Linked DNA regions of Danio rerio: region 2 is linked to region 1. Evidence: chromatin contacts called from public HiChIP or PLAC-seq data. All regions are on one chromosome and are shown on one strand. Each heading gives the region's core, a stretch centred on a gene start, on an enhancer-like site or on the middle of the called end of the contact. The rest is flanking DNA. Distances are from core to core; before and after follow the strand shown. Region 1 holds the start of adh8b (alcohol dehydrogenase 8b). Region 2 holds the start of nsd2 (nuclear receptor binding SET domain protein 2).

Region 1 (6,422 bases), core at 1,185-3,684:
TTCATAAACCCTATCAAATACAAATGACACAATTTTTAGTATTTAAAATATGTATTTGAAATACAAGTATCATAAATACTGCCCATTTCTGGTGTCACATATTTATAGATCATCAATGTGTACTTCGGGCCAAACACACACTTACACAGACAGAAACAAACACCCTTGTGCAACAGACACCCTGTGCAAGTCTGCCATCTAAAGTTCAGTATTGTACATCACATCAGACCAACATACTTTAGGCCTACATCATCCCCTACCTAGAAAAAGACAAACAGTAAAAACTTGTTTAGGCATGATAGAGCATATATAGAGTAGAAATCATAACAGCTACTCTGACAGAGCGCTATTTTTACTATTTTGATGTCACTGATAATGTGGAACCAATAACTGACTTCCACCACAAAGCATAAAAACTAGAGTGCGTCCCAAATTACACATTAATACAATATGCACTTCTACACTGTACTTGCACATTATCCACTCGACTGTACTGTGTCATTCAACACTAGAGTCTGAAAACCCATCCACTCCGCCATTTTATTATTATTATTACTAAATGCCTAACAGCAGTGTATGAAGTTTCCAATGATGTGTCCAAAAATTGCATACATGCCTGTACACTGTAAAACTTATATGAACAATTAGTCCTGACAGCATATGTTTGTATTTCATTGTAACTTATTAATCTAAGTTAATCATGTTTTACTTTATTGTATAAGTTACGCAAGCTGTTTTAAGTCAGTTTAACATAATATAAGTTGACAATATAATAAATGTAATTTATATAATAATAATATAGTTTTTTTTTCACACTCTGTTCCTCATGTCATATTTCACTAGAATAATTTATTTCATGACCTTCCTTGGAAGATTGTGCAGTCTTTACCCAGCAATTTCTTTTCACAAATAAGGTTAAAGAGGTTTCCTTCAAATTGCTACATCAAGTTTATCCAGTGAATGTTCATATTAAAAAATGCTTCATGAAAAGGATCCATATTGTTCCTTTTGTGGAAAAACAGATGAATCTTTCGATCATCATTTTTGGGAATTTGCCCATGTTAAGATGTTTTGGAAATAATTTGGTTTATTTATATGTGTCTCTCTTTTAGATCATTTTTCTTTGTCATACAAGGACGTTTTATTTGGTTTTTATCATGTTGATAAAGGTAAAGATAAATATATTCTAATAAATCTATTTTACTAGCAAAAGTTTTTATACACAAATGCAAATTTTTGTCTGTAAAGCCCCTTTTTCAAATTTTTTTGTAAAGTTTTGAAATATTATTTGAATACAATATCTACCTCCAGCAATGGTAAAGCTTTAAAATCAATAACACTATGTGAATCTTACAGTATAGTCTCTTTTCTATAACACCCAGCCGACTGTATTGTATGTGACCTTTTATACATCACTGTGACCTTGCTTTAAGATAGATTTAAAGTGATTTTTGTAATCCATATTACCCCTGGCATAATCTTTTGTTTCTCTTTTTGATTTGTTCTGTTCTCTATTTTTGTTGTTATAGGATTTCTACATTTTCTGTAGGTTTTTGTGTTCGTGTTAAATGTTCCAATAATAATAATAATAATAATTTATTTATTCATTCATTTTTATTGTCGGCTTAGTCCCTTTATTAATCCGGGGTCACCACAGCGGAATGAACCGCCAACTTATCCAGCAAGTTTTTACAGAGCAGATGCTCTTCCAGCCGCAATCCATCTCTGGGACACACCCACACACACATTTACACACACACTACGGACAATTTAGCCTAACCAATTCACCTGTACCACATGTCTTTGGACTGTGGGGGAAACCGGAGGACCCGGAGGAAACCCACGCGAAGGCAGGGAGAACATGCAAACTCCACACAGAAACGCCAACTGAGCCGAGGTTCGACCCAGCGACCTTCTTGCTGTGAGGCGACAGCACTACCTACTGCGCCACCGCCTCGCCCAATGATAGTAATAATAATAATAATAATGAAAATAGGGTGGAAAAGTGTCAAATTAGCCAGTTATTCGCAACAATGAAAGCCATCAGATGCTTACGATGTCTTTTATCAGTGTTTCTCAACCACATTCTTGGAGGACCACCAACATTTCATGCTTTGAATATCTCCTTTCTCTGTCACACCCATTACAGGTCTTTCAGTCTCTGCTAATGAGCTGATGATATCAATCAGGTGTGTTTGGTTAAGGAGATTTGGAAAATGTGCAGAGCTGGTGGTCCTCCAGGAACGTGGTTGAGAAACACTAGCTTAATTAATGTTCAACACACACACATCTGTTAAAATCTTAAAACATTTCAGGGCTTCCTGACCCTTTAGAGACCAAAATGTTTCAAGCGCACTCTAGTGGCTGGATTATGGATGCACTGCATACACCCCTTCCCCACCTACTTTATTTCTACGCGATTTCCGTCATTAAGGCGTAGTCTTTTGTATGTCCAGTTCTGCATGTTTGTTAGTCTCAAAGTGTGTGTGCAGTCCTAGTTGTTTGGTTTAGGTGTTTGCATACCGCGCACTTAATCCAAAACAGCAGCCAGACTGTGATTTTTGACCTTCCTGCGTCCACATCTTGTGAAAGTAAGTTTTCTTTGGTGCAGGGTTGGGGCACATTTGAAGAACATTTTCCGTCAGATTGGTCTGTTGAATTGTTTAGTGTTTGTTTGCATGTTTAATTTTCACCAGATTTGATTATTTGACAACGAGTTTCTTTCAAAGGTGGTCTGAACCAGCCAGGCTCCCTCCACTTCACCCACAAAACAGGCGTCAGTCACATTTAAACGACCATTATTGGCCTATCTAAAAGTTGGTTTGCTATGCGTCCAGCTTTAAAATGATTATACAGTAGGCCAGATGAACACTTCAATTTTATTATCAGTAACGTTATTATTCAATTTTATTATCAGAGACATTGAAAAGTGGTCTGCCAATTCACCCACAAAGGTTTGCATGTATATGGTCCCTACTGAAAAGACCAGCTTAAACCAGCTTAGGCTGGTTGGCTGGTTTTAGCTGGTCGACCAGGCTGGTTTTAAAGGTGTTTTGGCCATTTCCAGACTGGTTTCCAGCCATTTCCAGCCTGGTCTTGGCTGGTCAGGCTGGGAGATGACCAGCTAAAACCAGCTTGACCAGCCAGGCTGGGAGCCCAGCCGAAACCAGCTATGTCTAGCTTAATCCAGGCTGTTCAAGCTAGTTTTAGCTGGTCAGACATTTTCCAGCCTGACCAGCTAAGACCAGGTTGGAAATGGCTGGAAACCAGCTTGGAAATGGCCAAAACCCCTCTAAAACCAGCCTGATCAACCAGCTAAAACCAGCCGACCAGACTAGGCTGGTTTAAGCTGGATTTTTCAGCAGGGGTAACCATTATATGCACTGTTTTACTTGATTTGATTATGCCTTCGGCTTTCAATATGATCATAGTACTCTCAAATGAACGTAAACCTATTGCATAATCAGTTTAGTAGTCATTTGCTATAAGGTTATTGTTGCCAATCTCTAAACAACAGCAGTAGTAAGCCACCTAACTCATCCTCTCCATAAATTTGTAGATACACCATTGAATAAATATCATTAAATGAAAAGATCAAGCAAAAATAAAGCACTCAAACCTCATAAAGAAAGTATTTAGTAAACTGTTAAAAAACTAACAGTCATTGTCTATTTAGTTAAATTCAATTATGTTATTGAATGAACTCATTAGGCAAGCACTTTATGTAACACTGAATGTCTCTAGTAGTGATTATCAAGATTTATTGACTTGCCAAAATGCACAAGAAATAGCCCAGCTCTCATATTCACACAGCTAAGTAACAATCTTCTGTTAAATATTTCAGGTAATGTCTGTATATCTTTGCCATTTTCATAACTCAAGTTGTAATTTCAGTTCAGTAGGCTACAGAGACGAAGAGAGGGAGTGTGCAAGAGCACATGATTGCTTTATCCGTTTAAAACTAGGGTATAAAAACTACTGCCAGAGGATCTCATTGTCTCTTTGCATTCATCACAGCAATACGACTACACTGGGAAATGGCCACTGCAGGGAAGGTTCGTAAACTTGTCTTTTGGTCTGTTTTCATTTGTGCTGCAGAGCAGTTCATGCATTTTTAATACAACTATATGTTTAACCTCATGTCCTTTTACCTATTGATCACGTTTACAAATTTGCAATGCAAAAAGTCCTACTGTGAAGTCTAATGTTATACACAGAAGACTGCTGTGGACATTTGGAGATATTCTTTTATTATTTTTTTGATGAGTATTAGTATAATACATGACTATAATATGGCTTAATAGTTTTGTTTTGCTAACCATATTGACTTACTGAAAAGATTAAATTGTGTAAAAAGACTACATGAAAAGGTTTAGACATTACACGTTAAAGTGACATTTGTGCATTCATATTTTACTCTAAGTTTTTAAACAAATTTGAAATGTTTTGTGAGTCTCCCACTTCATCAACTCAAATGGACACTAGCACTACATGAGCTCTTGCAGTTTCACTGAGTTAATATTTAGCTTTAGAGATAGAGAAATCAGATAGTTGTGGCTCTAAAATGTGTTAATGTTTTCATTGGTTGGACAAACTCCAACTGAAGTCAGCGAGTACAGTTCTTGCAACTGCTCAGGTTATAAACCTTTAATCATTAAATCTCTAGATTTACAAAATGCTGAACCAATTCCTTTTGTGTGCTGAAGGTGATCAAATGTCGGGCCGCTGTTGCCTGGGAGCCCAAGGCTCCCCTGGTAATGGAGGAAATAGAAGTTGCCCCACCACAGGAAGGAGAAGTTCGAATTAAGGTGGGAAATGTCTCATGAAAGATATCAAGAACCCATGTAAACAATTCTTAAATGAAGAAATAATGATTTAATGATTTTCTGTCACAGATTTTATATACAAGTCTGTGTCACACAGACCTTTTTCATCTCTTGGAGTCGACAGACAATAAAGGTTTTCCCACTATACTGGGGCATGAAGCAGCTGGAGTGGTAGAGAGCGTTGGACCTGGAGTCACTGAATTCAAACCAGGTAATGTCTTAATAAACGTCTTAATTCTTATTTACGAAAGCTGTGATATTTTCCCCCCCATAAGAACGTACAAATAGCTTCTCAAATTAGAACAAAAAAATGGGAGGCACTTGAGATTGTCTATCAGGAATTGATTGGATTGTTGGATAATTATTGTTTTGCTATTGGAGGATCTCAAGTGTGACTGGTTACTCCGCCCTCGAATAATTAAACACATCAGAGATAGAAGATGGAGGGTGAGATTATGAGAACACATGAATGAAAAAATATACTACACTATAATAGTCAATAAAAAACTATAATAAAATGTGATTTCATAGTGATTTAAATCATTTTTGTCCTCGATTTGTTTTTTATTTATGCCACAAATCATTAAAATATTAAGCAAAATTAGCTCAATTTCTGATTAATGATTAATAACAAATTATTATTAATTATGAATATTCAGAATTAACTTCTAGTTAATTTAACAAAATAATCAAAACGATGACTTTGTCCGCTCGTCTGAGCAGACTCTTTCATGGTTTTTTATTTAGAAAGGGAATTTTACTTCTTGTGAAGTTGATAAATAGTTTTAGCTTTGTTAAACTTTAATAAGCTGGCAGCAAGGAATGTTTTACCATTAAAGTGACCGTTTATATGATGCAAAGAAAGACAATCCAACGTGGTAATAGTACGATTTATTGACTAGCCTAACATATAACAAACAAACAAAAAATAATACACAGAAAAGAAAAAAAACATCCCACAACAGACCAACACACTTTAACCCATTGTTTGAAATTACACCAAGCATACAAGTTATCGTTATATGTCATAGCTCATGAGTTGTAAAATTAAATGCAGAACGCAACAACACTAAACATGACAATTTTAAGAATACAGCAACATAATTCACACATTCTTACTCCATCTACTGCTTTAAAAAAGGTAAAAATGTAAGGCGTACGGGTTAAATGAGGGAGTATACAACTTACAAAACTTACATGCACTTTGGGGAAGAATCTTGGGTCTAAATGTCCTTTTTAATAATTGGAAATGTTTGTGTGTAGACAAAAAGGGAAAGCAAAGAAAGGGTTTTTTCCCCTTTTATCTGCAATTTTCATATGAAAACCTAGCAGAGAGGACCAGAGCAATCTGCTAAGTGTCCTGGTAGATAAAAGGTGTCACCCAGAGATGTTCATGGCAGATTTCTTGGCACCAGGTGGCCATAAAACATCACACAGAATGATCCCAGGCCCTTTTTAGGGGTAATTAAATATGTTATAAAAGGCTTTACTAACTCTTAGTTATGTGCATTACTAAATATGTCATTTGTACATTAGTGATGGGATGTTCGGATCACTTTACTGACTCGGATCTTTGAGTCTCGTTCATTGAGATGA
Region 2 (6,422 bases), core at 1,490-3,989, 390 kb before region 1:
GACGATGATGTACAGGTACTTAAAATGGTACACGTTTAGTAGTTAGCAATGACCGATTCAAGTAAGTGATGAAAATTTATGATTGATTAATAAAAGCAACTGTTTTGAAAATAAATGAATAATCGTCAAGGAACGTGGAAGGAAATTGTTGTAAACCTTTTCGAAACAGCAGTCATTTTGATGGTTTGTGAACCCTGACCAGCCATGTCTATTATATAGGTCTTGGCGCCAATGTTGCCAGATATCCGTAAAAAAACAAGCAAACTGGTCTTTATGGGGTTTCAAACTAACGTTAGAGTACAGGGAACTTCAGGGCCACAAGGGAGTGCTGTGGGATCAGTGGAAAAGCATGAAAATAAAAAACTAATAATATTTTTTGATCGAAATAATCAACCACAACCATTGTATTACATAAATAAACTGTATGGTAGAAAAGCATTAAAATAATACAATGATACCAAATAATCACAAGGAAGTTGCAAAGTAATGCATACAAATGTTACCTAATATACGTTATGCAAAAGTTGATATATATATATATATATATATATATATATATATATATATATATATATATATATATATATATATATATATATATATATATATATATAATATTTAGAGGCATGTGGCACTGAAAAGATTGTAAATCTTTAATAAAACACTATTTAAATATGTGACTTATTTCAAGAAAATAAATATTAATAATAAACAACTTCAGGTTTTTATTTACATCCATGGGCATTCATTGTGTGATTCGCCTGTCTACTCACTTTTAGCATAAATCATTCATGTATTAATTTTCTTGTCGGCTTAGTCCCTTTATTAATCTGGGGTCGGCACAGCGGAATGAACCGCTAGCCACAACCCATCTCTGGGAAACATCCACACACACATTCACACACACCACACACACACTCATACACTATGGACAATTTAGCCAACCTAATTCACCTGTACCGCATATCTTTGGACTGTGGGGGAAAACGAGCACCTGAAGGAAACCCACGCGAACGCAGGGAGAACATGCAAACTCCACACAGAAACACCAACTGAGCCAAGGCTCGAACTAGCGACCTTCTTGCTGTGAGGCGACAGCACTACCTACTGCGCCACTGCTTCGCCCCCTAGCATAAATCAGAGATACTCAAACTAGGACCCGCAGTACGGTAACTTTTGATTTGGCACTCCATCCAATCTGAGAAGAGAGAGAATAATGGGGAATTTTTGGGTGGAATGCCTTTAACAGAGATTGTCATTTTAATTTAACATAACTTTTTGTTTAACTATTGAGCTACAAAAAAGCAAACTGAAATTGAATGTTTCAATTAAATGTTGTAAATGAATCAGATTTGAAATAAATAAATACAGTCATTTGATAGATAGCGTACATGGCAGAAGACAAGCGAATTAAGGCAAAGTGTATTGTTAGTGTTATTTGAAAAAAATTTCATGTTTTTTTATTATAAGATGTTCATTTTAAAATGTATAATTATTAATTCAATCATAGTATTTTAAATGTAATAAATTATAGTACTGGGCAGCACGGTGACGCAGTAGGTAGCACTCGCCTCACAGCAAGAAGGTCGCTGATTCGAGTACCGGCTGGTTCAGTTGGCATTTTTGTGTAGAGTTTGTATGTTCTCCCTGTGATCGTGTGGGTTTCCTCCGGCTGTTTCCCCCACAATCCAAAGACATGTGCTATAGGTGAACTGAATAAGCTAAATTGGCTGTAGTGTATGCATGTGAATGCAAGACTGCATGGGTGTTTCCTGGTGTTGGGTTGTGACTGGAAGGGCATCCACTGCGTAAAACATATGCTGGTTAAGTTGGCAGTTCATTCTGCTGTGGCAACCCATGATTAATAAAGGGACAAAGCCGAAAATAAAATAAATGAATGAATGAATAAATATAATAAATTATATAATGAATTATAATAACAAATTAGGAAATCACATTGACAACTTTACGGTTTGGTATATTTACCTCTGGCCTACCAGCCTCAATCAAGTTTAGTTTTTGGCCTTTTATAAGAAAAAGTTTGGGCACCCCAAAATTATAAACCCCTTTAGGCTAATTTTTTATATATTTGTTTATATTTGATAGCCTAATTACCCTAACATGTTATCCTATTTAACCTAGTTAGGCCTTTAAATGTCACTTTAAGCTGTATAGAAGTGTCTTGAAAAATATTTATTCAAATATTATTTTCTGTTATCATGGCAAAGATAAATTAAATCAAATGTTAGAAATAAGATATTAAAACTATTATGTTTAGAAATGTGTCTAGAAAAGTCTTCTCGCCGTTAAACAGAAATTAGGGGAAAAAAATTAACAAGGGGGCTAATATTTCAGGTTGGTAAATAATTTTGACTTCAACTGTATATAGTATAGGCCCATATCTAGGCCACTTGATAAGAAACGTGGCCAAAGTCGTTTATAATAAGCGGATATGGCAACACTGTATGGCGCGCTTATTTTCTGGTTGCCAGACACTTTCTTTTTCTTCCTAACCTTCGATGTCTTCAAATCTTATTAACTACATAAGGACACACATATATTCAAGGTATAAATTACACACGTCGATCACACTTTATATTTTGCCAAAAATACAAATAACAAACGGCAAATAATGTTTGCCCTGTTTGAAACCAACAGCATGCACCTTGTCGGATTTTCTACGAACAACTGGCAACAAGATAACAAATTCCCTCCCTCTCTAGCAGCTGACGTCAGATGGTGAGAATTGCCCTCCTCAATTCCTCGAGCAGTGATCTGTGTCGCTTTGCCATTTTTTGAAATAAAAACAAAAACAGGTGATCTGAGAATTGCATGGCTTTGTCTGTACCCACGGGCCCGCGATGGAGTTTGGAGTACGCCGAGGATAAGTGACGATGTTCGTCGGAGAGTCCGCCGCGAACAGAGAGATATTTGAAAAGGCCGGTTGAATTGTGCAGTCGCGTGTCAGCCAATCGGATGTGAGTATTTTTGGCGCTGATTGGGATGAGAGAGTTTCCCGCAAGCTCCTCAAAACAGATCGGGAGTAACGAAGATGCTCTAAACAGGTTTATTTTCCCACTGAAATAAATCATGGCACATCTGTAACGACGGGCATTGTTGTCTAGTACAGGCTGGGGTGGAGTATTAGAGATTTTCTCTACGGAGAAACGAGTCGTTTGGTAGTGTGTCATTGACTGAAGCAGCTGCAGCTGTACCTCACTTGCTAGCTGGCTAAGCTGTAGTTCGCGAGGTTTGTCAGCTGCATTTTGAAGAGTAGATTATCCCAGAGTGGTAACAAAACGTGCCATGAGTGTATAATGTATATCACAGCCACGTTCTCAAAGATTATATAGTTATTAGTGTTACACATTTGGCACTGTATAACGTTTAGTATTGTATGCGTTCTGACGAGTGATTTCTTTGCTAACATCATATTAGCTTCATACAGTTACTTCTACAAGCGTATGACTTGATATCTTACTCTCAACTGTGTGTGCACATTTTCTTCCATCTGTGAACTACCTACCGCATTTCAATCGATATCACAATTCCCACTTAGGTGTTTAACTTTCATTTTGGTGTTTTAAAGTTTGTATTAAAAGCTAACTTAGTTCATTTCTTTTGGTTTGCTGTGGGCTATTAGGACGGTTAAAGGAGTCCATCAGTGACTCCTCCATAATGTCCCTTCATTGATGTTAACGAGGCATCCTGGCTGCTCATCCTGAATAACAATAGCTCGATAACTGCCTCTTGTTTGGGACCGAACGGACATTTGCATTTGAGCAGTCCCTTTTTTTGCATAAAGCTTTGTCTCATTTAGTTCTTATGCGGTTTTAAGTTATGTTTTATACCCCTCGCATGTTGCAGGTGAAGCGTGTTGAACTGTAGCTGATAGTAAACTCGTGCTGTGCTGAATGCTTTGGGTGTTGTATTGTATTTTCGACCAGGATTCATGTGAGGAAGAGGAGGAGGCGGGGGTTTGTGCATTGAACTGAATCAAAGCTTCTGGCCACCCACTCGCGCACTGCGAATCCTCCAAGGAAGCCATTTTAATGTGGGACCAAATCCTTACAGTCCTCAAACCCTATCCTCACTTTTCACCTGACCCCAGTGTCTCACACCAGCTCTGACTAGCTACTCTTAATTTGTGGCTATTTAGGCCCTGCAACTTGCTGCAGTCGCCACAGGTGCTGTGGTCAAAATAATACTTGCACGTTGTCAGTTTAAAAGCGAGTTCTTATCTTATTGTTTCGTGACATAAATGTTTACATTTCGTTTATTTTAGTATTTTTTTGTTGAGCATTTGTTTCTAGTACATGACTTGTAGTTGTTAATTTTATAATTTTATACAGCATTCTTTAAATGCTAATGTGCTTTTTTCATATTTAGAGTTTAGTCAACGTTTTCTTACCCAGAGACCTCTTAAAATAAACATTATATGTTATAATTATGAAAAAACAGTAAAACAGTTGTTCTGATCTATTTTATAATTTTTTAATAGAAATTTCGTTTGTAATTTTTTTATTTATTAAAATCGTTTTTAAAGTCCACTTTTTTTCAGTAACTTTTTTAAACCTTTATCTGAAAGGTTGGTTTTAAAGTACTGTACAACAGTTATATAGCAACAACAAATGTTATTTTGCTTTATGCTAATTTTTTACATTGGACCTTATGCTGAGCCAGTGTTTTTCAGCCAATGGTTATCTTCTGGTGAAAGCTTAATGTGACTATTTTCGATTTCATATGGTTCCTTATACAGCATTGATGTCATTAAAATACATTCAGTTTAATAGACTTAAACATTCATTTAGTTGTTCAAGAGTAAAACAAGATGAAAGCACAGAAACTATATTGAAAATACTGAGGTAAAATAAATTGTCCCATTTTAAAGACTTGGCAGAGAAAAATGGAATTTAACGCAGTGCTTCTTGTTCGATTTGAGACCCATTTCGAATTGTATATTTATCAGGCAGTAAAGATCACAGATTTTTAAAGAAATAAGATCTTAAACGTGGCTATTTTATAATGGAAAGCTGATTCTTTAGAAATGGCAAGGCTTGCTGACCGAAAGTGTGTGCATATACCCCATTTTATTTGTAATGTGTTGATAGTTTGGTTTTCATTTTCTTTATTTTTTTTTTGCTGTATAAAACCGCTTGTTATGCTGCTTGATATTTACAAATGGGTATTTCTTAGTATTTTGCTGTATTGTGTCTGTTTTTTTTCTTTCTTTTTTAGGTGCCTTATCAGGTTTGTTGTGTTAAATTTAGCCTGTTCTTTTCCACTTCTTGCAATCCCAAGTTTACATATCTCACAGTTATGGTTATAACAATGTTGACATCATCAACTTTACAATACCTCCACTTTTCGCTTCAAGCTTCTTCCTCGTTCTACTTTGCCAGCATTTAACCAATAGTGTCTCTGCATCAAAGTGATGTCATGCCGCACGTGTTGCTGTTTGTGTGATGTCAAGACAGAGGTTATTGTAGATGTTTTAAAAAATAAATATATTGGAGTCGTGATCGGGAGGTAACGTCCGATCCCGTTCAAGTCTGAAACCAAGTGATCAGGCACGATTTCTGATCATGTATTAGGATCTGCACATCCTTAGTGGGAACACCAATTTTGTTGTGTACCAGTTTTACTAATTACTTCAGTTTTTCATTATTTTTCCTGGAGAGCTGATGTCCTGCATATTTTAGTTCCAACCCCAATTAAACACACTTGAACCAGCTAATCAGGCTCTTTTTATGTGTATTAGAAACTTACAGGCATACTAGAAACTTCCAGCAAAGTGTGTTAAAGTAAGTTGGAGCTGAACTGTGCAGGACACCGGCCCTCCAGGGCTGAGTTTAAACACCCGTCTTGTAGTACAACTAAAAAAAAATCTGCTCAAAAAAATTCAAGATAAAATAACTAATTGTAAAGAATCAAAAAGAATCGTTAGCCACACGCTGAATTAAATGCTGGGCCTTGCAGTCTTGCAAAAACCAATGAATCTGAAATAGTCCACATTAACCGAAAATATTACCTCCGTGTTATTAAAATAAGATGGATAGGTGTCAATCTATTATTTTTTATTTCATTTTGTAAGCATATATTGCTCTTTGTGTTTTGCAGGCCCCTGGATTACAATGACAGACAGTAAGGGGGGATCGCTGCCTGCAATGCCAGAGCCCAAGAGTCCTACTAGCATGAAACAGCTGTCGGATTCACCCGGTGGACGTAACGGTCTGGTTGATGGGATCACTGATCCTACAATGCTCATGAATAAAGCTGCTACCCAGCTGGCAGCAACACCTCAAGAAAGTGTTCCGCAGATGATTGGCAGTCACGGTCATAACCACACCCACGAGCATCTAAAGGACCTGACGTCCCGCTTGTTAAATGGCGATACAGAAAAAATTCCAAAGCTCTGTGCA

Evidence for each region. HiChIP or PLAC-seq counts read pairs in DNA pulled down with a chosen protein or histone mark.
Region 2: a contact with region 1 is called in an H3K4me3 HiChIP or PLAC-seq map of embryo, with 3 times the contacts expected there. The contact joins the promoter of nsd2 here to the promoter of adh8b in region 1. A contact is called at or near these places in 1 of 18 Hi-C or Micro-C datasets (an unstated tissue) and 1 of 4 datasets of contacts at active chromatin or transcription factors (embryo).

The regions. Positions count from the first base shown.
Region 1 is chr13:13,046,321-13,052,742 of GRCz12tu, reverse strand. adh8b (alcohol dehydrogenase 8b) reads left to right here and starts at 2,434. Exons shown (of 10, transcript NM_203460.1): 1 at 2,434-2,591; 2 at 4,018-4,055; 3 at 4,707-4,808; 4 at 4,896-5,037. The coding sequence starts at 4,038.
Region 2 is chr13:13,431,939-13,438,360 of GRCz12tu, reverse strand. It overlaps nsd2 (nuclear receptor binding SET domain protein 2), which reads left to right and starts at 2,739. Exons shown (of 24, transcript NM_001082551.1): 1 at 2,739-2,978; 2 at 6,121-6,422. The coding sequence starts at 6,135.